3 separate regions of the Mus musculus genome follow, and regions 1 and 2 are each linked to region 3. Evidence: chromatin contacts called from public Hi-C data. All regions are on one chromosome and are shown on one strand. Each heading gives the region's core, a stretch centred on a gene start, on an enhancer-like site or on the middle of the called end of the contact. The rest is flanking DNA. Distances are from core to core; before and after follow the strand shown.

The links. Hi-C and Micro-C count contacts between places; a contact is called where the count stands out from the background.
Region 1: a Hi-C map of B cells shows a contact between it and region 3, with 5 read pairs. The contact joins the promoter of BC005537 here to the promoter of E2f3 in region 3. A contact is called at or near these places in 1 of 39 promoter capture datasets (cranial neural crest) and 1 of 484 Hi-C or Micro-C datasets (B cells).
Region 2: a contact with region 3 is called in a Hi-C map of muscle stem cells, with 7 times the contacts expected there. The contact joins the promoter of Tdp2 here to the promoter of E2f3 in region 3. A contact is called at or near these places in 1 of 39 promoter capture datasets (cranial neural crest) and 1 of 484 Hi-C or Micro-C datasets (muscle stem cells).

What each region holds. Positions count from the first base shown.
Region 1 is chr13:24,800,107-24,802,941 of GRCm38.p6, reverse strand. It overlaps BC005537 (cDNA sequence BC005537), which reads right to left and starts at 1,285. Exons shown (of 5, transcript NM_024473.3): 1 at 1-1,285.
Region 2 is chr13:24,830,002-24,833,077 of GRCm38.p6, reverse strand. Tdp2 (tyrosyl-DNA phosphodiesterase 2) reads right to left here and starts at 1,419. Exons shown (of 7, transcript NM_019551.2): 1 at 1,149-1,419; 2 at 983-1,068. The coding sequence starts at 1,346. It overlaps Acot13 (acyl-CoA thioesterase 13), which reads left to right and starts at 1,589. Exons shown (of 3, transcript NM_025790.2): 1 at 1,589-1,852. The coding sequence starts at 1,772.
Region 3 is chr13:29,984,769-29,988,005 of GRCm38.p6, reverse strand. It overlaps E2f3 (E2F transcription factor 3), which reads left to right and starts at 1,943. Exons shown (of 7, transcript NM_010093.3): 1 at 1,943-2,706. The coding sequence starts at 2,338.

The sequences.
Region 1 (2,835 bases), core at 36-2,535, 5.2 Mb after region 3:
TCAGAAAAGGGATTAAGAAATTGAGAAAAGGGAGGGAAAATTGTGATGTTGCTTCCCAAATACAGGGAAAAAAAAAATACCCCCCCCAAAACAAAAAACCCAAAAACTGAAAACCACCAAAACAGGGTAGGTGAATGAAACTGAAATCCCCAGTTGGATTTTACCCAGCCAGATCCATGGCTGTAGTACCTGATTAATTCTTAGTTATTTCAGATTTCACTACTGCTATGAACTGTCAGTGCTTTGCTATTGATTACACTTGGTGGTGAGCAAAGAGAAAAGTGCAAAATCAGCAGAGAAAGAAGGGGAGAGGTACAGGGTTTCCCTGCAATCAACTACAGTGTATACCGGGGGTGGACAGCTGTTGCCCAAAGGAGTCATGAGAAAAAACAGCGGAGTCATTACCAACTTCCCCATCACCCACGTTTTCACCCTCAGGCGGCTGCGAACGCTGCTGCCAAGGAGAACCATGATGGCAGAGGGAAAGGGGGGTCTATTAAACGGTATTAATAGTTATTCCGGCTCTGTGATTAGCCCTGATTAATGCCCGGGATCCAAGCACCCTTAGCCCTGCGGTGGGTTCTACATTCCCCGGGGAGCCCTCCGTATAAATTTGACCCCGTTCAAGTTCGGGATGGTAGGGAGTTCGATTATCTTCGTGTGAGCATGGCTGAGGCTAAGGTGGCGGGTTCTCCCACGTCCCAGGCCGGGCCCGGGGATCACCTGCCTTCGACCCCCAGGTCCCACCCACAACCCCTGGCCTTCAGCGGCAGCGACTCACTCGCACCACGGGAGACACTGGATCACTCGGGTTCTCACTCATTTCAATGTGGAAACAATTCCCGCCCGGGTAGAGGAGGCGGGAAGAGAGTTAAGTAGGAAGGATCAGTTGGGAGGAGGGGAAAAGAAGAGAATAATCGTGTTAATAATAATTACTTCTTAAAAGGAAGCCCACCCTCCCACCCCAAAAAAAAGCAAGGAATGAAGTTCCCGGGTTCTAGATTCGCTTTTCCCGTTCAACAGCCCATGTTTCCCGAGTGGGGGCGGCTGGGTGGTTTCCCAAGGGGACAGAGAGGCCGGGATCTAGGCGGCAGGGCGGGGTCCCCGCGGAGAGGAGAGCGGGACTCGCAGGCCGACCGTCGGTGGGCCGTCTAGCCGCAGCCTGCGGGCGGAGCGGCGGCTGCGGAGGAGGAGGCGGCGGCGGCGGCGGGGGCGCTGCTCGTGGCGCGGGCGGGAGCCATGTCAAGAGAACACGACGGGCCGACGGAGCCCCTCCATGCCCGCTGCGCTGCGCTCTGTGGCCGGGCCACGCGCGCTGCTGCCGCCACTCAGCCCCCACCTGGGCCCCATAGTCGGGCTCGGCGCCCCGGGCGGCGACGGAGGGAAGGACGCGGCGCGGGGTTGGTAGGGGGAGGGGGGAGACGGCGAGGAAGAGGAAAGCGCGCGGGAGGGAAGAGGGAAGGAGGGGAGCCCTGCGCTACGGCCTGTCCGCGGAGTGAGCCCGGCAAAGTTGTCTCGGTTCGAGCGTCGGCTCCCGAGGCCTGCTTCGCCCAACAGTCCGGTTCAGGAAGATAGTCCAAGAGAGAGCCCCGACGGATGGGGGGAGAGAGCCGCAACGGAGGAGGAGGTCGAGCGTCCGCGGGGCCACAGCCTCGGTTCCCCCACCCCCCGCACCGGAGTGGCTTCAGAAGCAGCGGCTGCCGCTGGAACCTCCCGGGTCCGGGGCTGAGTCGCGTTTGAGGAAAAGAAACAAGAACAAACAACTTAAAATGGCAGCGACGGCTGCTGCGTCACCCGCCCCTCCGCGGCACCGCCCCGAGCGCTCTACGCCTGCGCGCGCCCCGGACGCTACCATCTGTGGCAAAAACTGAAGGGGGAGGCGGGAAAAGAAGCGTGAAGGTTTTCACAGTTATGGAGACAGAAAAACCGAAAAGCTAGTAATGTGTGACATATAAAAGTCGGTATAAATAGTGAGTAGCTTTGAAATTAGGCTTTCAGTAAGATACTTCTTTTCCTAGGGGTGTTTGAGAACACACATTTCCCCTATTTATCAATATGGAAAGTCCTAAGGCGTGGCAAGGGTCTCCCGCCACTCCCTCCGCCCCTCTGTCCCTCCGTCAGGCTGTCCAGGTCTCCCCCGCCCCGTCCTTTTACGTCATAAGAGCACGCCCCCTACGCCCTCCATGACGAAGCGGAGAGAGTAGCTCCACCCTGGGCTATGCTGGGGAGCGGTAGTTGGACTTAGGGGGTGGGGTAGGGTGGGGGTCCTGTTAAAGCAGCGGTTCTCAACCTGTGGGTCGCACCCCATACGGGAGAATCCAATGATCCTTTTATAGAGGTTGCCTAAGACCATCGGAAAACATTAACATTCATAACAGCAGCAACATTACAGTTAAGAAGTAGCAACAGAAATTTACGGTTGGGAGTCAGCACAATATGAGGAACAGTACTGAAGGATCTTAGCAATGGGGAGGTTGAGAATCACTGCTCCAGAGATGCTCAAAAGCCAAAGCCGGGGAAGTGGGCGGAAAAATGGGTGTTGGAAGGGCCAGAGTGAGGAAGAAACCCGGAAGACTGAAGGGTGGTTAGGGTCATTTTATTATTCCCTAGAAGTCGGCCAGTTGGCAACAACGGAGAAATCATTTCGAGTTAGCGGAATGAAGCTTGCTTGCACCCCAACGAGTATAGCCTCAGTCCATGCGCCTCTATCCTCACCCCTCTTCCTGCACCACCAAGGCGAACGGACCTCGGGCTTTAAGCGACAGAAGCCCTTGTATGCGTTGTTGCTAGGATCGGAAGAGGCAGCCGAACTCTACGTGTGATTCCTCCACCACA
Region 2 (3,076 bases), core at 170-2,669, 5.2 Mb after region 3:
GCTCAATGCCGGCCTGAACTACACACAAACTTGTGCCAAACTAATCAAACTTGAAACAAACCTGTCTCAAAAGAAAAACTATCGTTCTTTGGCAAGAGGAGAGCAGATAAACTATGCAGAAACAAGGAGACTTACAGGTTACCATTCTTCAGGAGAAAATCTCTACCTCTGTTTTTTTTCTAATCTTCAGTTTACATATCACCAATATTTCAGGTCAGTAAGTGTATTTCAGTAGCCAGGGTTTCACAAACCTTTAATCCCAGTACTGGGCCAATGGAAGGCAAGCCTTGACCACAAAGGAGTTCCAAGTCAGCCTGGACATATATGGCTCAAATAAAAAGTTCGGGTAGGGAGTGCTGGAATCAGATGCAATGCTAGCAAAAGGGAGGCTGGAAGAGAGCTGGAGGTCAGGATTATTGCAAGCCTCTGTCTCGAAAAAGAACAAATAACGGTAACATTAAACAAAAATTCCATCCCAGTGTGGTGGTGGGCACTCTAAATCCAGCCCATTCGATTCTGAGGCAGGTAGATCTGTGTTTGAGGCCAACCTAGTCTACACACCAAGCTCAGGCCAGCCAGGGATAAAGGGTGAGGTTCTGCCTCAAAATACATAAAATAATCTTCAGGTTTAAGAAATAAGATAAAATAAAATAAAATAAATCACGTTGGAAGCCAGTTCTAGTATGTGCCTTCAACGTGCCAGCACTGAGAGGGCAGAAGCAAGCTGATCTGAGTTCGAGGCCAGCTTGGTTCAAATAACGACGAGTTCCAGGCCAGCCAAGCGCTACACAGTGAGACTCGTCCCAAAACAACAAAGACAAGTCCCGCTGGGAAGTGACCCTGCATCCTCGGAAGCATTCCCTGAGATTTCCAGCTCTGGGGCGCCGGCCGCCCTTTTCCAGGTCCCGGTCCTCGGACGCCCAAGCCCAGCAGGCGGTCCCTCCCCGCCCTCGGCGAGCAGCCCGCGACCCCCGTCGCTTACTAGGCCTCGGACTTGAAGGACGTGGGAGGCTGGCGCGGCCACCCTTGGTCGTTCTCTGGCAGCTCGAAGTAGGCGCTCAGGGCTTTCTGAAAAGCAAAGGCACAAGGCTGCAGGGCGCGCCCCGCCTCCCGGGGGAGAGCGGCGGAAGCGAGAGACGCGAACTGACCTGCGTCTGCCAGTCGTTCTCCCGCAGGACGCTGGGGACCATCGTGGGGTCGCATCCCCCCACCAACGCAAAGCCCAGGCACTGAAGCCGCCGCCTCTTCACCCGGTCCTCCTCCGCCTGTGCTGCTTCGGGCGCCGACGCCGCCCGCCCTGCCGGCCCTGCGGGCTCCGCCGCATCGGAACTGCTGCCAGACGCCATCGCCGCAGGGTCCCCTCAAAACACCCGCTCTTCACGCTGCTTCCCGCGCGACTGATCGCGAACGCCGGAACCTGCGCAGGCGCGCAGCGTGCAAGCGCGTCCGCGTCAACCTTCCGGCAAGAAGACCGCCCTCTCTGGTCCCCGTCCGCGGCCAGCGAGGCGCAGATGGGGAGGGGGAGGGGGAGGGGAGGGGAAGGAGGGGCCGAGGAGGCCTGAAGGTTGCGCGTGCGCGCTGGGGCGCTAAAGAGTGAAGGTAACCCGTGATCATCTAGGACCAGGGCGACCGGGGCGCGCGATCCTTTCTCCCGAGCACGACGCGACAGCGGCCGGGCTTGCAGACTTGACCTTCCACACCCTTGTCCTCTCACAAACGTCTCTTCCAGAGTTCATTCTCGCAGAGCCCAGACTCTTGCTTTGCGTCCACGATGAGCAGCATGACCCAGAACCTACGAGAAGTAATGAAGGTTATGTTCAAAGTTCCCGGTTTTGATAGAGTTTTGGAAAAGGTATATTTATTGTAGGCGAAGTATCTGGTGAAGGGGACGAACCTAGTAAAACACCTTAGTGGCCTCGCAAACGCAGGGGAAGTGCGTGGCGTGGATTCTCATCGAAACGTAAATAAGCATGTTTGGTTTTTTGTTTTTTGTTTTTTTTTTAACCAGCAAACTGTTGGAGTGTGTGGAGAAAAAATGTCAGCGTACCATTTAAGGGACGCTGGAGCCTGCAGGGCTAGTATATAGGAATTGTTTCTTAAGAGTCAAGGAGGTTTGAGGTACGGAAGTGAATGCGAGAACCACCTGTACGTGTGTTGTATTTCTTGCTTTTGAGACTAGGTCTTTGTAACTAGGTCTATGTAACTATGTAACGTTTGTTGGCTGAGAACCCTTGTAGTCCAGGCTGGCCTGGGAGTCTACAGAGTTAACCAGGACCAGTGCCTGCACCCTGCCATTCCACATGAACTAACGTAGACTACTGTTTTCCAGACTTTATAGACATTGTGTTCTATAGGAAGCAATCCTTAATAAATATCCGTAGCAGAAGTCCAGTGCGTGGTATTGTCAGAGTAGAAAGACACTTAACCTTAGAACTTGCTGCAGACTTTTTAATAAATGTTTTAATGCACGCATGTCTATTTTTCTGATTAAGAAAAAATACTTGGAAATTTAAAAAGAATTTGGGCATGAAATATAAATTTTGGTCAACAACAGGCATTTGAAATCTTTTTCCTGAACACGCCCCCTCTTAGAATTTTTTAACTATGTTCATAAAGTGTCAAAAAAATAGGAAATAACCCTTAGGTAAATATATTTAATGTTTTCCAATAGGAAATATTTCAAAACTAAGGACAGCATTTGACAGTGACTTTTAGAAAGATAATATTACCTAAAAAGAATTTTAATGATTTAAGAGGAAATTTTAATTCTTTAAAAACAACCAAAAACAACTTTATGAGGACTGGGATGTAGTTAATCCAAGCTTGCAGGTGGGAGCCCGTCATTGACAGGGTTGCAGGTGGGCACCTGTCGTTGACAGGGTTCCATAGCCACTTCTCCGTAAGCTTTCCTCACCCTCCTGGGTATTAGAATATTTTGTAACGTATTTATTTGGTTTTATTTATTTATTTATTTTCTATTATTTATTTAAGTTCTATCCAGAACTTGACATGTAGACCAGGTCATCCTGGATCTCACAGAGATTGATCAGCCTCTGCTACTTGAGTATTGGGATGA
Region 3 (3,237 bases), core at 694-3,193:
GTTGGCCACAAATCTTCAAACATACAAATTCTATGGCTCTTCAACAGGCTTGAATGCAAAACCAAAATATTTCCAAGCCTGGTATAAAGCTTAGCAGTACTTTTAATTCCAGAGAAGGTAATAAGGCTGAAATGCAATATTAGATGGTCCTAAGATGAACTGACCCCAAATTGTTAGGCTTCCTATAGGGTTTGAATGTGAGCTTGGGTAAAATAATTAATAATAATAATAATAATAATAATAATAATAATAACAATAGCAAGCAATACCTAGGTGAAAGGACTAGGTGTAATGCAAGCCTTGTCATCCACTGAGCACCCTACCAAATACTCTACATTTAAAAAATTATAATGTGCCTGAGGTAGAGAAGGATGTATCCCAACAGCTGTTTTCCACAGTTCTCAGCTACTCAATGAAAATCTGGTCTCGACATCTACATCTTCCCTCACCTTCCTCCTCAGTCGTAAATACTTCTCATTGTGCGTATACAAGTGTGTGTGTACGTGAGAGTGCACACGCTTGTGCATATGCACGTGCCTGTGGAGGCCAGAGAGGTCAACCTCAGATGTCTCCCTCAGTAGCTCTCTACCTGAGTTTTCAGAATAGGATAGCTCAGTGAGTCTCGAATTTCCCAACTGGCTTCACTGGCTGACCATCAAGCCCCAATGAGTTTTCAGGTCTCATTCTCCCAGTTCTGGGATTAGTGATACACGCGGTCATGCCTAGCTTTTTAAATGTGAGTATTGGGGATCAAATATAGGTCCCCTCACTTATGTAAGTAACTGATCCATTTCTCCAGCCCCACAATGCTCATTTTAAAGATCCGTGAGTATTTACTTTAATATAGAAACCAGTTCGACGATTTCATTTTCCTTGACATTTTCTGATTTCCATATATACATATATATGCATACATTTTTCTCCTCTTTTAAAACATATCGGGTTAGGTTTGCGTTGTAGTGTTTGCTGTTTGCTTAAGAATTTCCTGGCGTATGAGGCTGTAAAGAGCTGAGTGCAGGCAGCTTTCACTGGAAGTCCCACGTCACCATAAAAGCCTGTACTACTTTGGATTACTGCATGGCGGATTAAAAACCCGCGGATCAGTTCTAGGTTAGCCCTGATTAACTCCCCTGGGTGTTTCTGGGCCAGAGAGGGTGCTTGTTAGACTCAAACCTATACTTGTAGTCAGAGTTCACTGAACAAAGAGTTAATTTTTACTTAAATCGAAATCGGGCTAATCATGAAGCTGCCAGGAATGATCTGGAATATGAACTAAAGTGTGCCTGCAGTCGCGTCAGCTGAACCTTCTACCCCCACGGTTCTGTCTGCCCACATGCTTCTGTCTATCAGCCTTGGCCTCCGGATCCGCTCTCACGTCATTGGTTGGATTTCAGGAAGGAAGAAACCCAGGATTTAAAGGGCTCAGTTTTCCACCTGCCAGGCCGGGTCCAACTTGCCTTTGACACATATTTAGGGGAATTTCTACCAGTTCTTCATTTACTACACTGCTTGGTTACAGGAAACAAAGTCCCTGAGGGTGTCACCTTGACAATTTCCAAAACCGAAACTTGCGCTCAAGACTAGATCCACACTGAGTCTGCGAGGCAGAGTCCCTGCCCAGGTCATCAGAGCCAGCCCCGCGGGTAGGAGCGAGGGAGGGGCCTGGAATGGGCGTGGCTTTCCGTGGGAGAGTAGGACTTTGCCCCACCTCCTAAGAAGCCTGCTCTGCTTCCAGCCAGTCAGGTTGCTCTATGCAAATAGAGCCCGGGTCACCCCGGTAACCATGGTGTATGGCAGCCAATGGAAAACAGCCAGTGGCGACCTCGCTCCAGGATTGGTACCGAAGTAAGGCGACAGGGATCCAATGGACTGTGGGAACAGTCCTCGGCGGGTTGAGGGGCGGAGATATGCAAATATGGTTTGAAAAGCCGGCGGGAAATCTGAGTTTCGCGGGAGGACCTTGGCGCGTAAACCGTATCCCTTCATTCATTGTCAGCAGCAGCTTCCTGGAGCCATTTTTCAGCTGCCGGCCGCAGCACCCGGGCTGCCGCCACCGCCTCGCAATCCGTTGCATCGGCTGCCCCCGACGCCTCCATCCCTCCTCGGGGCCTGATATCCGTGCGGCCGGGACCCTCCTCTCTCCAGACCCCCGATTATTTTTGGCCCCCGGGGCCTGTGCGGTGCGGAAAAATAAAAAGAAAAGAGAGAGAGAGGGTTCGGAAGCGCCGGGAGGGGAGGCGAGAAGGAGAGACTTGGAAACTCCGGCTGCAAATAATAAAAGAAATTGAAAGCAATACGTTAATATATCGTAACACTAAAAAAGAGCAGGAGCGAGAGATGAGAAAGGGGATCCAGCCCGCCCTGGAGCAGTACCTGGTGACCGCCGGGGGTGGGGAGGGGGCGGCTGTCGTCGCCGCCGCCGCTGCAGCCTCCATGGACAAAAGGGCACTGCTAGCCAGCCCCGGCTTCGCCGCCGCCGCCGCCCCGGGCACGTACATCCAGATCCTCACTACGAACCCTTCCACCACGTCCTGTGCCACCTCCCTCCAAAGTGGCGCCCTGACCGCCGGCCCCCTTCTCCCCAGTGTCCCCGGCACGGAGCCGGCCGCCAGCAGCCTCTACACCACGCCACAAGGACCCTCCAGCAGAGTCGGGCTGCTGCAGCAGCCACCAGCACCAGGACGCGGCGGCGGCGGTGGCCCACCGGTAATACCCTCCTCAGCGTCCCTAGCCCAGGTGGGAGGCGGGCTCCCGGGAGCGGTGGCGGCGGGAGCGCGAGGCTGAGCATCGTGGGCCTCGTTGCTGTCCCTTCCAGCGTGTGCTTATTGTTAGACTCGGGGTGCTTTCCTGCGGACGTTGGGAGGACGTGGGGGCCTGGGCAGGCACGCGGGGCAGTGGGGAGTCCCTCTTTGAGAACCACATCCAACACTCCAAAACTTTTCGCGCCCCCCCCCCCTCCACTTCTTTTCCTGCACTTTTCCCTACCCCCACTCTCCCCTCCCTTGCAACTCGAAGCTTCCTCTTTCTCGGGCGTAGGAAGGGGTCACGCCCCGGATGGAGAAGGGGGTGGGGGAGGGAGTAGTGCACTGGAGAGTGGGGGACCCCAGAGGATGTAAACTGGGGGACCCGAGGCGTGCAAGCCTCCTCTCCTGTCTCTGCTGCCCCTGGGCGACTGGGGGTCCCGCAGGCGTGCTCCGAGCGCAGGGGCGCCAGTGCCTGGCACCTTTGGGGACCTAG